Regions from separate parts of the Ovis aries genome. Here region 2 is linked to region 1. The links are chromatin contacts, called in public Hi-C maps. All regions are on one chromosome and are shown on one strand. Each heading gives the region's core, a stretch centred on a gene start, on an enhancer-like site or on the middle of the called end of the contact. The rest is flanking DNA. Distances are from core to core; before and after follow the strand shown. Region 1 holds the start of P2RX4 (purinergic receptor P2X 4). Region 2 holds the start of ATP2A2 (ATPase sarcoplasmic/endoplasmic reticulum Ca2+ transporting 2).

What was found. Hi-C and Micro-C count contacts between places; a contact is called where the count stands out from the background.
Region 2: a Hi-C map of hypothalamus shows a contact between it and region 1, with 3 times the contacts expected there. The contact joins the promoter of ATP2A2 here to the promoter of P2RX4 in region 1. A contact is called at or near these places in 2 of 16 Hi-C or Micro-C datasets (hypothalamus and tail adipose tissue).

Annotation. Positions count from the first base shown.
Region 1 is chr17:53,974,513-53,980,207 of ARS-UI_Ramb_v3.0, forward strand. It overlaps P2RX4 (purinergic receptor P2X 4), which reads right to left and starts at 3,049. Exons shown (of 11, transcript XM_060401159.1): 1 at 2,823-3,049. The coding sequence starts at 2,956.
Region 2 is chr17:54,245,405-54,251,099 of ARS-UI_Ramb_v3.0, forward strand. It overlaps ATP2A2 (ATPase sarcoplasmic/endoplasmic reticulum Ca2+ transporting 2), which reads left to right and starts at 2,525. Exons shown (of 20, transcript XM_042234595.2): 1 at 2,525-3,267; 2 at 3,964-3,981; 3 at 4,068-4,150. The coding sequence starts at 3,150. LOC121816943 (a long non-coding RNA gene) reads right to left here and starts at 2,353. Exons shown (of 2, transcript XR_006056673.2): 1 at 2,224-2,353; 2 at 1-2,008.

The DNA.
Region 1 (5,695 bases), core at 1,799-4,298:
TCCTGAGTCAGATTTGATCACAGCAAGACGTATAAAAAAAAGCAAAGCATTTACTGCTTAAGAAATCCCATAATAAAGGCAGACAACCCTCCACAGGAACCCTATGAAGCTACACTGCCCAGGAACTTCACTGGTGTCCCAGTGGTTAAGAATCCGCCTGTTAACACAAGGGACATGGGTTCAATCCCGGTCAGGGTAGATTCCACATGCCTCAGGGCAACTAAGCCCATGTAACACAACTACTGAGCCAGTGCTCTAGAGCCCGACTCTTTGCGACCCCATGGACTGTAGCCTATCAGGCTCCTCCATCCATGGGATTTTCCAGGCAAGAGTGCTGGAGTGGATTGCCATTTCCTTCAGGGGATCTTCCTGTCCCAGGAATCGAACCCAGGTCTCCCGCATTGCGGGCAGATGCTTTACTGTCTGAGCCACCAGGGAAGCCCTGCAATAAGAGAAGCCACCACAATGAGAAGTGCGAGCTCAGCAGCGCAGAGCAGCCCCAACTTGCCACAACTAGACAAAGCCGTGTTGCAGCAGTGATGACTCAGTGCAGCCCAAAATAAATTGATTAAAAAAAAAAGCTGCATTGCCCAACAGAAATACAACACGAGTCATATATGTAATTTAAACATTTCTAGTAGCGATGCTAAAAAGAAACAGGTAAAATTAATTTTAATATATTTTATGTAACTCAATATGTCCAATATATCTTAACATTATCAATATAAGATGTATTAATATGATATTTAACTTTTTTTTCGTACTATGTCCTTGAAATGTGGTGTGCATTTTACAGTGACAGCACATTTCGATTTGGAGCAGGAATACTTCAAATGCTCAACAGCCTCATGGGACTTCTGGCTACCATACAGTACAAGTGCCAATGTACTGTATGTAGTCAAGAACTTTAAGATACCGCAAAGTAGGTGTAAACTGATCCTCCTATGAGCAGCAAAAGCCAAAAGGAAAAAGCTGCATGGCAATTCCTGATTCCAAAGGTCCAACCTAGCACTGTGAGTTTAGTGAACCCACTAGTGGTGGTGGTTTAGTCACTAAGTCGTGTCCGACTCTTGCGACCCCATGGACTGTAGCCCACAAGGCTCCTCTGTCCATGGGATTTTCCAGGCAAGAATATTGAAGTGGATTGCCATTTCCTTCTCCAAGGGATCTTCCCGACCCAGGAATTGAACCCCGGTCTCTTGCATTGCAGGCAGATTCTTTACCAGCTGAGCTAAGAGGGAAGCCCAACCCATTAGTAATGGGTTTCAAAATTGAAGGGTCCATCCCAATCACTGGGTTGGTTGTGATGATACTTTATGTGACTAATGAGTCCAATCTTGGGGGTTGGCCAGGTGGTTGTGATGTAGACTCCACACCTGGAAAAGCTATTTTACTGAACACTGTCAATACCTACTCCTGCTGTGCCGATAGATGGTAGAAGCCAAACCTGCCAGATTATGTGGATTCTTTCAGGCAGTGTTAATAGATTCCAAGCCCCACTCCAGTGGAGGGGGGTGGATTCCTGTTACCTTTAAACAATTCCTCCGATGAGTCTCTCATGACCAGATAGGTTTGGGAAACACTAAGAAAACTTTGCTGCACATTGGAATCACCTGGGGAGGTGGTCATACTCTATAGCACTTCAATCAGAAGATCTGGGTCTGAGAGCCAGTAATCAGTATATTTTAAAGATCCCCAAATGGCTCTATGTGCAGTTTGGGGAACACTGTATTAGGCATTTTAACAAAACAAAACTAACAAACAAAAAATGATGCATTAGATAACATCTGTCATCTCAGCACCTGTAGACACTCCAGGTGGACCAGGAAGGCAGGCCGAGTTGGTAAATTAACTTCCACCTTCTGGCTAGAGTTTAATTTTAGTGCAATGGGTACATCAATTAAAGTTAAGCACTCGGTAAGGACTTAGGGTGACAGGACAGGTAAGCAAAAAGGGCAGCATGGCAAATGATGAGGTTAGGGCTGGTGCCTATACCAAAGACTCCAACAACCCCACAATACGAAGGAACTGAACTTTAAGTGATTTTTCAAAGCGTGACCTGTTATCCTGGGTTACCACATGATGCTCAAAGGAAAGGACAGGAAGCCACAGACCCCAAAGGAACCAAGTGGAAGTCTCAAAACTTGGCTTCTGTCAGCAGACCATCAGAATGGGAAAGTGAAAGTGAAAGTGAAGTCGCTCAGTCGTGTCCGACTCTTTGCGACCCCGTGGACTGTAGCCTACCAGGCTTCTCTGTCTATGGGATTCTCCAGGCAAGAATACTGGATTGGGTTACCGTTTCCTTCTCCAGGGGATCTTCCCGACCCAGGGATCGAACCTGGGTCTCCCGCATTGGAGGCAAACGCTTTAACCTCAGCCACCAGGGAAGGGAAGCTCACAGCGGGAAGTGAAGAGCAAAGAGTGAGAAGTTTAGGGCGAAGCCCTCCCAGCCCCCGTCAAAGGCCATCGGGGAGCAAGTCAGAAGGGCAAGAAGCAGGAATGGCGAGGATGAAGGTCTAGCTAGGCTTTGCCTTCAAGACACAACATCAAAGCAGCCTCCGAACCCAGACCCGGGACAGAGCCGGTCCCCCTCGAGGCTGGGGGTGGAGTGGAGTAGATGGAGGATTTGGGGAGTGGGAATATGTCACAGGCTTCGGGTCGCTGTCCCCAGGACCCCACCTGGAGGGCGCTCGCGGGGCTCAGCCGAGGACCTAGGCCAGGATGAGCAGGTGCGCGGCCGGGACCCAGGAGGAGCTCCCGGCCTTCTGGCCACGCCCTGACCCCAGGACCCCGGCGGGGTGGATGCCCGCGGCCGCGCTCACCCGATGACGTAGGCCAGGATGAGCAGCTGCACCGTGCGGTTCATGAGCCCCACTTTACGGCTGCGGATGAGCACGATGCGCGGCGTGTCGTACTCGAACAGGAAGGCCCCCAGCACCGCGCAGCAGCCCGCCATGGCGCCGCCGCCGAGGCGCCCGGCTCTGCGCTCTAGGCCCGGTTGCCGGCTCCGCCGCCGCGTCCCTTCCCGGGAGCCCCGCCCGGAATCGCTGTTCGCGGCGGGGAGGGCCCGGAAGGAGGCGGCGCTGGCTCTGAGGGGACGGGGCCGGGCGGAAGGCGTGACCTCCCCCTCGGGTACGAGTGCCCTGCCGCCTCAGGGGGGCCGGAGGACGAGCGACCTTCTCAGGGGGAATGAGCCCGGGGGCTGAGGTGACTCCTCCTTGGGAACGAATGATCCCTGAGGAGAGGGGCGAGGGAATAATAGAGCGAGCGACCCCTTCAAGGGGGATGAACTCCACGGGGACGAATGAGGCCAAGAGGAGGTCCAGGGAGGACCAGTGAAGCTCAGGGGAGATAGAGCCCTCAGAGAGTGACCAACCCCTTGGGAACAAGATACCCTGCCCCCCCCCCCCCACCTTAGACGGGCAGTGCGACCCCCGTGGTATGTCTAGAAGTGACTGCAGGCGGAGGGGAGGGAGGCTAAGGATGGGGGCAGCTTAGGAGAAAGAGTAGTCCGACTGGAAGTTCAAACTCATGCAGGCCCCAATGGCGGGGTTGGGGGGTGTGTGCAGCGGCCGCCTTCTCTATTGCGGGGGAGGGGGGGAAGTTAGTTGCTCAGTCATGTATGACTCTATGCGACCCCATGGACGGTAGCCCGCCAGGCTTCTCTGTTTATGGAATTCTGGAGTGGGTAGTCATTCCCTTCTCTATCTTCCTCACCCAGGGACCTAGAGATCGAACCCCAGTCTTCTGCATTGCGGGTGGACTCTTTACCATCTGAGGCACCAGGGGGAAAAGCCTAAATATTTGGTAGCCCAGGAGCTCTTGGCTGGTGGAGAAGGAAATGGCAACCCACTCCAGTATTCTTGCCTGGAGAATCCCAGGGAAAGAGGAGCCTGGTGAGCTGCCGTCTATGGGGTTGCACAGAGTCGGACACGACTGAAGTGACTTAGCAGCCGCAGCAAGTAGCTCTGGGCTGGAGCCACAAACGCTGTAAAATACCCCTCCCCAAACTGAAGGCAGGCACATCCCTAGTCCAATACGGATGCTTCCTTCGTTGTAGGACAGAGGAGGAAGCAGCCTGAGCCTGGTGAGGAATTTCTGTGACCATCCTTTGAACTGAGAAAGTTTTATCACAACTTTAGGGAGAATTGGAAAACAGGGAAAGTGGAGGGAACACCCACAGTTGCACCACTTGAACATAATTTTCCACCTGTGTTCATTCCCTTCAGGTATGTTTTCATAAGTGTTTTATATTTAGTTTCATTGATTCGTTCAACAAGTGTTAATAAACACCTTGCATATACCAGGCACTATCTAGTGAATAGAACAAACCCAAACATCCTACCCTTATGGAGTATATAGTCTAGCAGATAGTTGTATATAATTTGTAAGCATAGTCAGTGATAGTGCCTTCCAGTTCCTGATTCACACTTCATTTTCCATGTTACAGCAGGCTTGTCATTATAAATCTGTGGATTGTTTCCTCATTTAGGGATAATTGCCCTAACTGCTCTCATCTGATTGCTTCTAGTTTGTGGATCCTGTGCATAATCTTTGACACACCATTTTAGTTCTTTTCCTGGAAATGAGATTCCTAAGCCACATCGCCTTGTTTTTCCAAATATAAGAAGGTGAATAATAAAATTTGAGGAAGACAGTATGTGCCTCTGGAGATGGACTTGTCATGTTAGAGGGAGGAATAGAGCTGCCATCTCCCTCAGTCCAAAATGGCCCCAGGAAAAGGTGGTAATAGTTTAAATGGGATTTTATTCATTCTTTGACAGATATTTACTAAGTGCCCATTGTATGTTGGACAGTGTTCTAGGCACAGGAGGGGAACAGACAGATGAAGTCTCTGCTCAAATGGAACTTTGTGCCGTTGGGGTGGAGGTGGGGCTTAAATTTTATGCAGAAAAGGAAAACTGAGTCATTCAGTTCTCATTGGAAAGAGACTTCAAAATACTTTTCCTTAAAAGTCAAACACATTGCCAGCTCTCAATACTTATCTCGTAGTAATGATGGTCCCTGCCTTACAGATCTGAAATTTAAATGATTGTGTTCTGAAACAATACTCAGTTAAGAGAAATGTAGAAATAAAAAGTTTTTGTGAGTGCCTAGTTGATAGTGTACCCCTAGGACCAACCAGAGTAGCTGATCCTGAAAAATAATTAGGAAAAGAAAATTATTTCATTTACTTGCCTTTAGTTCATCTCTTTTAAAAAACAGCTTTCTTAAGGCATAATTGACATACAAAAAACTGCACATATTTAAAGTATACAATTTTATAAGTTTGACATATGTACACACCCATGAAACCATCACCACAGTTAAGATAGTGAATATCCAATGTGTTAGCCAGATAAATTTTAGTGTATAAAGTGAAACTTACTGCAGATGACAGTTGGGACTTTTCGCATATGTCTTAATCACATTGAGTTCCGTACTGTGTGCCTGAGTGTAGTCAGTTACTGAGCAACTTTGGAAATTTTTCTTAAAAAGATCTTAGTAAAGATAACTCGATAAGGAAAGAATAGTCTTTCCAACAAATGGTGCTGGAACAACTGGATATCTAAATACAAATGATGAATTTGTACCCCTACCTCTTACCATCTATGAGAATTAACTCAAAATGGATCAAAGACCTAAATATAAAAGTTAAAACTATGAGTCATATGAAAACATAGGTATAAATCTT
Region 2 (5,695 bases), core at 1,275-3,774, 270 kb after region 1:
TTCTATAAATGATATATACCAGGGGTCTTCTGCACCCTAATGATGGACAAGGTAGACAAGCTCCTGTTCTCATGGAGCTTACATCCTAGTAGGAGGAAACAAGCAGTAAACAGCTAAGCAGAAAACACATCAGCAGTAAGTGCTGTGAAGAAAATAAAACAATGTGATAGCCAGTGTGACCTGGGAGGGTAGCCATAGCCCTTTAAGTAGTCAGTCAAGATATCTCTGAGGAGGTAACATGTAAACTGAGATCTGAAAGATAACATGGAACAAGAAGCTGGAAGATCTGGGGAACAGCATTCAGCACAAAAGCCCTGATCAGGAGCCTCTCAAGAAGCAGAAGTGCTGACAACTCCAAGCAGAGACCAAGCCATGGATCCAAAGTCAAATGCTTGAGATAATCTCCAGACTGAGGTTAACAATCCTCTTGCCTTTCTACTCTCACCGGGGTGAGGCAGAATGGGTAAGAAGTGGAGCAGACCTGGTTTGAGAAAGAAAAGAACCCCCAGCCCTCCATTACGACACCCCCACCATGCAGTCACCTGTTCCTCCTGCAAGAGGCTCCATTCCTGTGACCTAACCAGTTTCTACCTTGTTTCTCTTAGTGCACTGCCATACACTAGAATTTTTGTTTGTTTGTTTGGTGTAGGGTTTTGTTGGTCCTTTTCCAAGTATCAACCAAAACTGCATACCAGCCTCCACACCTTGGAAATAAATGACCTGCCTGACTTTTTTCAACCCGGTAATGCACTGTGATTTGCGTCTGTTAAAGGACTTTATCTTAGGGCTTCCCTTGTAGCCCAGTCAGTAAAGAATCTGCCTGCAGTGCAGGAGACCTGGGTTTGATCCCTGGGTTGGGAAGATCCCCTGGAGAAGGAAATGGCAACCCACTCCAGTATCCTTGCCTGGAAAATCTCATGGACAGAGGAGCCTGGTGGGCTGCAGTCCATCGGGTCGCAAGGAGTCGGGCACGACTGAGCGACTAACACTTACTTAGGTCCTGAGGTTGAGCCATGTGGGACAGCTGAGGTGATTTTTGTTCAGCTTTGCCTGGTGTGGATGGTACATCATAGCCAAACACAAAACTGGACTACATGCTTCATCCTGCTACAGGGTCCCTTAAGAAAATTGCTCTGTGATGCGAATATGTTCACTTTTTGCTCCTGAATTCAATGAGGTCTTTTTCTCTGTTAAACAGTCTGTTTATTTGGCGGCACGGGGTCTTAGTTGCAGCATTCTGGATCTTTAATTGCAGCATGGGGGAATCTAGTTCCCTGACCAGGGATGGAACCTGGACTGCCTACATTGGGAGTATGGAGTCTTACTTACCCACTGGACCATCAAGGAAGTCCCAATAGTCTAATTTTTTTTATATTAGCAAAATTCTCTTTATCTTGATGCTAGTTTTTAAAAATTTTTTTAAATTTATTTTTAAACTAGAATACAGTTGATTTACAATGCTGTTAGTTCCAGGTGTACAGTTAAGTAATTCAGTTTTATAGCTTTATTGTCAGATTGTTTTCTCATATAGGTTATTACAGACTATTGAGTTCCCTGTGCTATACAGTAGGTCTTTGTTGACGTGGGTTTTCTGCAGACCTCTAGAGCAAGTATCTGCGGTTTAAGAGCAGATTTTGGGTTAAAGTCCCTTTTTTCTGCTACCAACGAAAGTGGGAGTCTAGAAAATAAAAATAGCCTGATTAATGTCCAAGCAACGCACCTTCTAGCTCAACTCTGGCTTATTTAAGTTACAGTAGTGTAAACTGTGACTTCTATGTATCAAAAGCTGTGTGGGGTATTAAGGATAAAATAAAACCTCCTTCTTCCTCTCCCCAGAGTGGGATTCCCTCTGAGCACAGAAGGCGCTGGGGTAGGGCTGGTTATTTGCATGCGGTGGAGCTCTCGGCAAGGGGTGTGGGATGCGGTGTTCCCGAAGCGACAGATGAGGGATTTTGGCCGCGTGGGATGTGAACTGCGGAATTCCTCTCCTCCGTTCCTGAGAGGGGCTCTGAAAGATATAAGGTTAGGGACGCAGAGCGCGACCCTGGGGGCGGAGGGCGAGGGAGCGAGCCAAGGACACCAACCCTAGCACGCTTCCGGAAGCTCTCCGCGGACCGAGTTCATAGGTTCTTCGGCCTCGCCTTCCCGGTCACCCACCCCCAACCCGAGACCGATTCTGAAGGGCAGGCAGTTCCCTAGGGGCAGCGAGTGCAGCAAGCGCACCGTGAGCCCTCCACCCTCCTGGCTTCTACGTCTGCAGGTGGTTGAGCCGGGTAGGAATCGTGATCCTCAAGAGCCAAAAAGAGGCCGTGAGCTCGCGCTCCGCCGAAGAGACGGCCGCAGGCTGCAGTGCGCGGGCGCGGCGCGCTCAGGCCTCGATCCGGGTTCCTGGGGGCGGTGCGCGGGAGGGGGCGGGGCTTGCGCGGCCGCGTGGGCGCCAGTCGCGCGGGAGGGAGGGCTCCGGAGGGAGGGGGCGGGGCCGCGCCGCCCGCGCCGCGCTGGGCCCGCTTGGCCAATGAGCGGCGTCCACATGCCGCGGCGGCGGCGAGAGGGGAGGCAGCCGCGGATAAATGCTATTAGAGCAGCCGCCGCGGAGCCGTCCCCGACGCCACCTCCTTCTCCTCAGCCGCAGTTTCCTCAGCTACTGTCGGGGGTGCAGAGCTGAGGGGACTAGGCGAGCGCTCCGCGCACCATCCCGCCGGCTCGCCTCCCTCGCTCCGTTCCGCTCTCAAGGGTCGGCAGAGCACCCCCTCCTCCGGCCCGGGCGGGGCTGAGAATCACCACTGGAGAACGGGGAGGGGGCTTCGGGGCCGCGGCCTGCACTCCCGGCGGGCGGTTGAGGGTGAAGGAGGCCCTCCCTTCTGACGAGGGGAGGGAGGGTCAGGACCCCCCCCCCCCCGCCCACCGTCCAGCTGTGCCCGGGGCGGGCACCGGCGAGGGCCGGACAGCGAGAGGGGCGGTTGTCTGGGGGAGGGGGCGCGGGGTGATTCAGCGCCCAACGAGGCGGAAGCGGCCGGAGGAGGAGAAGGAGGGGGAGAGACCAGTCCGCGCCTGGGCGCCCGGGGTGGCACGAGCCCGCGGCCCGAGTGCTAGGCGGAGACGAAGAGGCCGCGGGGACTGGAGGCGAGGCCGGCCGGGCCCCCGCAGCCATGGAGAACGCGCACACAAAGACGGTGGAGGAAGTGCTGGGCCACTTCGGCGTCAACGAGAGCACCGGCCTGAGCCTGGAGCAGGTCAAGAAGCTCAAGGAGAGATGGGGCTCCAACGGTAGGTACCCGGCGCCGGGGCTGCAGGGGCCCCGCGAGGCTCGGCGCGGGCCCGAGAGCCAGGAAAGATGGCTGACCGGGCTCCACCTCGTGGGTCTCGGCTCCGCGCCCGCCGAGGGCTGCAAGCGACGGGTTGAGCCCGCGCGCTGGCCCCGCAGAAGAGGGGTTGCAGGCGGGGGGCACCGAGGTCGGGTCTGCGCCTCGTCTCGACATCCGCGTGGCTCCAGCCCTTGACCTTCTACCGCACGCAGCTAGCTCGGCGGCTCTTTACCAGCAGCAGCTGGCCCCGGCAGAGGGAGGGATGAGCCTCCTGCATCTGGGTTGAGCCCTGCGAGACATTTTCTCGTCCCTAGCCGGTTTATGAGGCGTCGCTGTAGTTGAGAATGCCTCTGACCATTCTACTACCCAAAGTTACACATCTGGCAGAAGTGATGACAGGGCTGAAATGACTCCTTGTTTCAGAAACCCTGCTTAGGTATTGATGAGATTTCACGTTTCAGAGTAGATCAGTACAGCAAGTATTGCATATTTTCTTGGGGTAGCATTTTGATATGGTTTCTATTAAATACTGTTGAATGTTCCTACATCTAGGTGCATCTTTCAAAGACAGTGATAATTTAGTAATTCTTTTTGGAAAGAGTGCTAAATTTTTTTTTCTTTTCCTTCTCTTGACACGTTGCCTGATGAATTTCTACAGAGTTACCGGCTGAAGAAGGTAAGTAATCTTAACATGTTTTTTCTGCCCCCTCGCCATGCTGATCTTAAGATGACATTTACAACAAATATGTTTCTTTCTAACAGGAAAAACCTTGCTGGAACTTGTGATTGAGCAGTTTGAAGACTTACTAGTTAGAATTTTATTGTTGGCAGCATGTATATCTTTTGTAAGTATAAAGAAATTTCTTTTCTTTCCCCAAAGTTGAGACTATACCTTAGATGAAAAAGCAGGAAATATCTAGCTATTGAGTGAGAACATTTTATTTGGAGATTTAAGCTGTGTTTTCTTGTTTTTGGTTTTGGGTTTTTGGTTGTTTTTTTTAAAAATACCCTAGGTATTTGAAAATTATAAATAGAACACGCCATTCCTGTACAGAAAATAAATGAATGCCTGACATTTGCAGTCCATTTAGAAATTGTTGCCAAATGTGGCAGGTAGGGTCTTTATAAATTCTTGTGGTTTATCAGTTTTTAATATCTAAAAGTTGCTTATTGGAAGGCTTTTTCTGTTTTGGGTTCTTCCGTTGTGTAAGATCATACTAAGATGATGATGGGCTCTTTGTAGTCTGTAAATAGAACTTACAAAAGGAATATTCCAGTTGCTCTCCCTTCCTGGTAATGGCAAGGTGACAGTTGTTTCTGACAGTGACAAGAATGATGACGGCAGTGATGGCACCACTGTTGACCAAATTTGGTCACTGACCTTTAGGGTAGTATATTTATCTAAATTGGACCCCCGTCTTGAGTGGCTCCTAGATTGAGAGAATAAGGTTTAGTACAATTGGTTCTAGATCTTAAAAGAAAAAAAAACATTGTTTTTTCATGTTCTGTGTGTGCTTACCGGCTTGAGTCCTGTATGGTTGCTAAGAAACTGGTGAAATGCAAACAGCAGAAGAAAGGTGATGGGCATTGAAAAGGATAATTCTAGATTCTTACAGTTTTTTTTTTCTGTTCAGCATTAACGTTTTATTGCATTTTTTTTCTCATGAGCAGTGGACCTCCAAGTTTTCCTAAAAATGGTCATGAATAGGACACAGATGTTCTTAATCCTAACAAGAGATGCCTTTTGTTCTTTAAAGTACAGTATTTTATTCTTATAAAAACCAGGATGAGAAATGTGCTAACTTTTTTCAGGCTTTGCAAACTTGACACAGCTACAGGGTTTCTTTTTTGTGTGTTTGCAAAAGATGCATGCAAGCCTCAGGGATCTACCTCAGTCTTTATTGACAACCTTACTCCAGAGGGCTATTTTGAGAACTAAATACATGAAGCAATGAGCATTTGTTTACTTTAGGTGAAGGAAAAAAATTGGCAAGAGGTGAGCTTTTTTGAAATTTCTCAAATTCTGCCATGAGACTGCCATATATTATGCCATGTTAGCCAAGTGATGTGTAGCCATTAATAATTAATTCCTCACAAATGTTTTCTATGGTTTTCATTGAAGAAAATTAAGAGAGTATCATAGCAACTCATGCAGCATCCTGAGTTAATCACTCTGTATCTTATGTGTGTCTGTTTTTTCTTGGTTAAAAAAAAAATTCTCAGTTAGTGGCTGCTACTTTACCAATTCAAAGAATAGTGCTGTTTAGCTAGTTTCTACATTGTCATGGGACAAAACAACTAATGTGTTTGAGTTAGTATAATGCTTATGTTTAAGCTGGCTACATAATTTTAAAATCTCAAGTTTTGCAGTTTTGATACTGGGCTTCAGT